2 separate regions of the Sus scrofa genome follow, and region 2 is linked to region 1. The links are chromatin contacts, called in public HiChIP or PLAC-seq maps. All regions are on one chromosome and are shown on one strand. The core of a region is the stretch at or near the end of the contact, and the rest is flanking DNA. Distances in the headings are between cores, read along the strand shown. Region 1 holds the start of UBC (polyubiquitin-C). Region 2 holds the start of SCARB1 (scavenger receptor class B member 1).

Region 1 (3,259 bases), core at 531-3,030:
AAATTTTTTTCCAAAGGCATATTTTAAAAATGTTTTAAAATATATGAACGTGATGAAAACTTAAAACAGGTTTTCTATAGTTTATAATGAAAAACCTCCCTCATGCACTCAATTCCCTAGCCACTGTTCTTTCTAGACTCTTCTAGAAATATTCTCTATTTCTATAAATGTGGGGAGGGTGTTTTTAATTTTTACCCTTGAAGCTTTCAATAAATATATAGAAAAAGAGAGAACCGACTAAAAAATACCCTGCTATTAGGAAAAGACTACATTCCTGTTGGAATTATAAACATTATGTTATTTAAATACTGTACTTAAAATGAGAATAAAAACAAAACTATGTTTTCTTTGGCAACCTGTGTCTGTAGGTATTTATGGGAAAGGTCTAAGCAGTATTCAAAACAGACTTTAACTCCTATCGTTTTAAACATTTTCAAAGAGAATGAATTCATTACCAAGAAATGTAAATGAATAATAAAAATAAAATGTCATTTTTCAGTTTAGCAGGAGACCTCAGTGACTTCCAGTAGAGATTTCTGTGAGGGATATTTCTAAATTTCTGAAAAGAGGGTTTAAAGGAACAGAACATCAAAGCTCTGTATAAGGTTTCCTTCTTGAATTCCAGAAAGAAGTTTTCAGAGGAACAAAAAGCTGAGGTTCTTTCTCAGGTGACTAGGCCTGGCTTCAAACCACACCCTGTTTTCTTTTGGCTGTTCTTTCACTGCAGGTCTTATGATTCATGTTGTTTAAAGGCTGAGTCACGAGCTTTGTGACATAGCTTTTTTTTCAAGAGTCCAAAAACTACAGAGAAAAACAGACCTGATTTCAGAGGCAAGGGAAGGTGAAAAGGAGAAAGAGGGGGAGAGGGGGAAGAAGAAAGGCTCCAAGGGTGAGGACTGGGTCCCAGGGCTATCTCCAAAGAGAAAACAATATTCTTAGGCGCTAACAACACTGATGTTGTCTCTAGCAGGAAAATTCTCTACTAGAGAATTTTGGTCTCTAAGTCCAACAGTGGGTTTTGTTGAAGCAAATAGAAATAAACATTTGTCCAAGGGCACTGAAGTGAAAGGGAGGAGGGGGAAGTAAACTCTCAGGGAGGTAGATGCTGTTTCTCTAGAGCAGTGGTTCTCAACCAGGAGCGACTTGGTCCCTTGGTGGACACTTGGCAGTATCTGGAGACATTTTTGCTTGTCACAGCTGTGGTGTTGGGGTTGAGGTGTGCCGCTAAAATCTAGTGGTAGAGGCCAGGGATGTTACTAAACATCCTGCAGTGGCCAGTCCCCCACAAAAACAGAATTACCCAGCCCCCAAAGTCAGCAATGCAATGGGTTGACAAATTCTGCTCTACGGAGGATTTTTGTTGTTTTTGTTAGAGCTGCTTTTCTGTTTGCTGAGAAGGGCTCCCAAAGTCTAAATGTCCCACTTGGATTCGGGGATCGTGTACCAAGTCACGTTCCTACAACCTAAAATCCCTTGACCTAGAATGCAATGTGCTAGAATATGCCAGAAGCAGGATGAGTCATTGGATCCATTTTCAGTTCCTTCCACCCACTGATCCATCCTTTGCAGGTGCCCCAGAAGGGATGGCTTCAGAGCTGGCACCAATGGAAGAGTGACAGAGGCCCAGCAACACGGCAGGATTGGCGGGCAGGCAAGAGCACGTGATGGGCTGAGCTCACAAAGGGCCTGGGTGTTGGGCTGTTGGGGATTGGACTGGAGCCTACCTGTCTGCCTTTCCTCCTTTCCCCAAAGGATTCAGCTCTCCTGAAGGTCACCACCTTGTATGGGACTTAACTCAGCGTCATGAGAGTGTCTACGTAGTGACCAGCAAACATTTTCTTTCCAAGAGAAAGGGTGAAATCTGAGAGCTGGACGGGAAAGGTTTGACTTGCGTCATCATCAGTTATATAACCATAAAAGGGAATCTGCAGCTTAGGAGAGAAAAAATAAAAAGAAGCCCTAGGGACTCTACTCTGTCCGTTTTCCTGCTTACATTTATGTATTTGCATTCTGTGGCAGAACACAAACTGCTCCAGCTTAAAAATAACCCATCTTATCCCCCCGCCAGTCAGGAAGTCAGATTCAGTTCCAGTACCCAAATTTGCCTAACTTAGAAACACTAAGAAATTTTTTAACTCACTGGGGTTTTGTTTTGTTTTTTAATTTGCTGTTTTTAAATTGTGGCAAAATACACATAAAAATGTATCATCTTAACTATTTTTAAGTGTACAGCTCAGTGGCATTAATTATATTGTAGGGGAGGAAAAATAATTTTCCTTTTGGGAATCCTTCTTTTAGCTGAGACCCCTGTAATGAAAGACAGATTAGCAAGAGAAACAAAACAAAAGAAAACAAAAACAATAGTTTAGTAATATGCACACCTTGTGTATATATGGGAGCTACCCTCTGGGGGAAAATGTGTCACTTAAAAAAAAGGCTTTAGAATTTAGGCTTAAATACCATCTTAATAGGAAATTCTCTTAAAGGGAGAGTAAATAATTTTTACTGAGAAAATAGAAGAATAGATGGAGACAAGATAGTTGATGACAAAGTTTGGTGTCAAAGTTTGTCTCTCCTGTTTTAAGAGCCAATCTTCCCTGGTTGGTGAAAACTCCCTTGAGTTTCTTTTGCAAAATCTGTCTGGGCAGATTAGGGGAGTTGAGTGAAAGCCTCACTCTGCATTTGCTGCTTTTCAAGTGACTACACCTCAAAACAATATCAAATTGGGGTATTTGGGTGTCCATCACTGCCATCTGTGTCCACTCTTCGGCTTGCTAGACTGAAATTTTGTACGCATTAAACACTAACTACCCCCACCCCCAGCCCTGGGCAACCACCATTCTATTTTCTGTCTCTATGAATTTGACAAGTTTTTGGTACCTCATATAATGAGTTTTGTTAGTTTGTTTTTTAACTATGAAATAAAATCTAATTATTGAAAACATGTTTTCCAAAGATTCATGACATCTTTTCTAGAAAGTTCTGTCTCCCAGGACAAGCCTTGTTATTTGTTCTGTATGGTATTTTTTTTTTTTTTTTGTCATTGTGCTATCAGAAATACTGAATTATAAGACACAAAGTAAAACAGAAGCACATGATTCATGTTAGGCCTGGTAACTTTAGAATATTTTGTTCTTTTAACACCTTGTTGACATTTAGGGAGAAATAACCTTTACAGAAGTTCCTTACAAAAAAGGAGCTGTCACCAGTGCTCTAGTACCCACTGGTGAATCGTTTCATGAATTTCAGTCCCCCCCCC
Region 2 (3,138 bases), core at 453-2,952, 48 kb before region 1:
GGGTGCATGGGGTTCAGAAACCACAAATTCGGCGGGCATTTACAGCGATGTTCACTGTGATAAAATTCTCACAGCTACTTTGAAAAGCAAAAGATACACGTGTTGGCTGCCATGAGAGAGAAAGAAGCAGTTCTGCCTCTCTGAGGTTTCCCCAGGAAACTTCTTCCCGCCATCCCCAAAGGCAGGAAACACACACAAACCCACCAAGAGGAACTCAGAGCTCATTGTCATCACGGGCCAGAAACACCATGCAATCAGATTACAGGACTTGGTGACTCAAACAACTGCTTACCCAGAGACCTTGGGAAAAACCTAAAGTGGCTCCACCTTTAAAGGTCAAAAAATGGCTGCCTTCATTCATTCACTCATTCATTCATCTCCCAAGCATTCCAGGCTGGGCTTGGGGGACAGACATGAAATGTGGCCAGGTCCCCATTCTCAAGAAACTTGCCTAAAGAAGTAAGCTAAGGGAAAAGCCATTGCTGATACCCACATCTTTAGCCCAGCTCTGCCTCTGGCTGGATCTTGGGCTAAAGTAAGCCTGGGTTTTCTCTCCCAGCCCTTGCAGGGGTTGGCCTTGGCTTTAAAACTCTGAATGCTTTAAGCTCAAGTGTGATGCTCTACATCTTCCTGTCCCTCAGCAACTCCAGGCTCATTCAAACAACCCACCAAGAGACCCAGGGCAGAGTCGGGGGTCTGAAGGCCGGCTGACCGCCTCAATGTGTCTCCTGGTTAAAAGGGCAGGGGTGATAGAAGGTTAGGATCGGAGGAAAGCTCTCAGGCTGTGGGCTCCCCCAAAGACCCTGCTCATGCAGCCTCGGGCTTATGCCTGCCTCTGTGTGAATCTGGGGAGAAAAGCGGCTTATCATTTCCAATCTGCATCAGGAAGGCAGTGGGGGAGGGGGAGGATAGAGCAGCCCACTCGGCCTCTGAGAATGGGTTTGTAAGGGGAGATTCTGGAAAGCCAAGAGCACAAGGCTGAGCGCCCACCATGTGCAGCTCTAGTTTTACCAGACTCTGTCACAGACTACTGTAAAAGAGGCAGGAGACATTCAGGCAGGCTCCTGGGCTCCTCCCGACAGCACCGAAAGGCGACCACACTCCAGGCCGCCCTAGGCCGGAGACCCTTAAGGTGAGGTCAGGTCCCAAGCCATTCCAGGCTTCCCCAACCCTGGCCCATGCCTCCAGCCAAGGCCTTGCGTGACCTCCTTGGGCCCCAAACTCAGCCTGCGTCCTGGGTCGGGTGGTCCCTAGGAAGGTGGCCAGCTGCCCTTCCTCGTGCCCACTGGTCCCCCTTCCCCCGTGCTCAGGGGCGGGGGCCCCAGGTAAGGATCCCGGCTTCGGATTGACAGCCGGCCGGCTGCGCGCCCGACCCTCCTCGGTGCCCAGCGCCCTCCAGCCCGGACCGGACCCGGCACAGACCCCTAGTCAGGCCCCTCACCCACCTTGAGGACCTGCTGCTTGATGATCGAGGGCACCATCACGATCATAACAGCGCCCAGTGCAGCTAAGAGCAGCCCAACGAAGCCCAGCGCCGCGGCCACCTGGCGCGCTCTGGAGCGGCTGCCCATGTCTGCGCGCCCTGGCGCCCGCGCGGAGGTCGCTGGGCTCCGCGCCTGTGGAGGGAACGAGACGGGGGCGGAGGCGACAGTGACTGTGACTCCGGGGACGGGGACGGCAGCGGCACGGCGGGTTCCGGACGGCAGAGCACGGAGGAGCGACCCGGCAGGTGGCCAGCGGTTTTATGCGCCATCAAAGCGGACCGCCCCCGGGACGCCCTGGGCACCGGGATTCGGGCGGGCGCCGGCGGGTGGGGGCGGCGGGGCGGGGCCTAAGTTCCAGGGGGCGTGTCTGAGGCGGGGCGCGGATCAGAAGGTCTGTGGGGCGGGGCCACAGCCGCGGGCCCGGCGCCCTAGCTTCCGTTTCCAGCGGGGGGAGCTGTGGAGGTCTCACGGCCACGTGCAACGTTGAACCTGGCTTCCCTCCACCTCGTAACTTTTTTCCCCTTCCTCACTCCCTCTTTCTCCCCGTCCATCCATTTCCCTGATTCTTCCTCCTCCCCACCTTCTCCCCTCTCCTCAGCTGTCTCCCCTCCTCACCTGCTTTCTACACACTCCTCCGCCCCCCTTCTTTGCTCCTTCTCCCCTCCCACTTGCTCTGTCAGGACCATCATCATTGTTCATATTTAATAGGAATTTCCCAACTCTGGCAGGAACTCCAGAGCCCCTGCCCCCTCATCTCCCCTCATTCCCTTCCCCCACCCGTCTGCCAAGACACACACACACACCCCTCTGCCTCTAAGACACACACACACACACACACACACACAAGCATGCACGCACGCGCCCTATGTATGTATACATCTAGAAGGCTCCTGCCTCAAGACTTGGTACACCCACGACTTGGAATTCTGTCTTCCCCAGATATCTGCCCTGCTCCTTCCTTCACGACTGCTCGGCCATCTTATCAGAAAGGCCTGCCCCGCCACCCTGTGTAAAATAAAATAGCGCCAGCTCTTCGGGCTCACCCCTCACCCTTATCACCGGGCACCACCTGGCGTGTTCCACTTTATTCTTGCATTCTGACCATGGCCTGGGACTAGATTGCTACAGCAGAAGCTTTGTCTCTCTGGCCCTCTGCCCCGTCCCCAAAAGTAGTTTGACAGCGGCCTGGCTGGGAATGCTGGCTCACAAGGAACATGTTAGAGTGAACCACAAGGAGCCTTCTAGGAACTTGGCCCTGTGCTGAGTGCCTTGCCCATGATGGCTCCATTTTACAGATAAGGAAACAGGCACAGAGGGTTAGGTTAACATATCTAAGCTGCTTTCCAGTGAACAAGAAGACAGGTGATGGGCAAGTGAGCAAATAAATGATGGGTGATTTCAGAGAAAAGTGCCAAGAAAATAGAACAGGTGGGCACGTGCTCCCCTGCAATACCCTCCACAGTCCCCATGTAGCCTGCTCCTAAAGCCTGCAGCAAACTCCTCCACTGAATTCTAGACTCTGTATGTAGGCCAATCCCCCTTCATCTTTTTTTTTTTTTTTTTTTTTCTTTTTGGCAGCGCCAGCAGCATGCAGAAATTCCTGGGCCAGGGAGAGAACCCTTGCCACAACAGGGACCCAACCACTGCAGTGACA

Evidence for each region. HiChIP or PLAC-seq counts read pairs in DNA pulled down with a chosen protein or histone mark.
Region 2: a contact with region 1 is called in an H3K27ac HiChIP or PLAC-seq map of skeletal muscle. The contact joins the promoter of SCARB1 here to the promoter of UBC in region 1. A contact is called at or near these places in 2 of 5 promoter capture datasets (fetal liver and liver), 6 of 47 Hi-C or Micro-C datasets (heart right ventricle, liver, mesenteric adipose tissue and 1 more) and 2 of 2 datasets of contacts at active chromatin or transcription factors (alveolar macrophages and skeletal muscle).

The regions. Positions count from the first base shown.
Region 1 is chr14:28,252,378-28,255,636 of Sscrofa11.1, reverse strand. UBC (polyubiquitin-C) reads right to left here and starts at 1,780. Exons shown (of 3, transcript XM_021074017.1): 1 at 1,725-1,780.
Region 2 is chr14:28,299,985-28,303,122 of Sscrofa11.1, reverse strand. SCARB1 (scavenger receptor class B member 1) reads right to left here and starts at 1,702. Exons shown (of 13, transcript NM_213967.1): 1 at 1,446-1,702. The coding sequence starts at 1,571.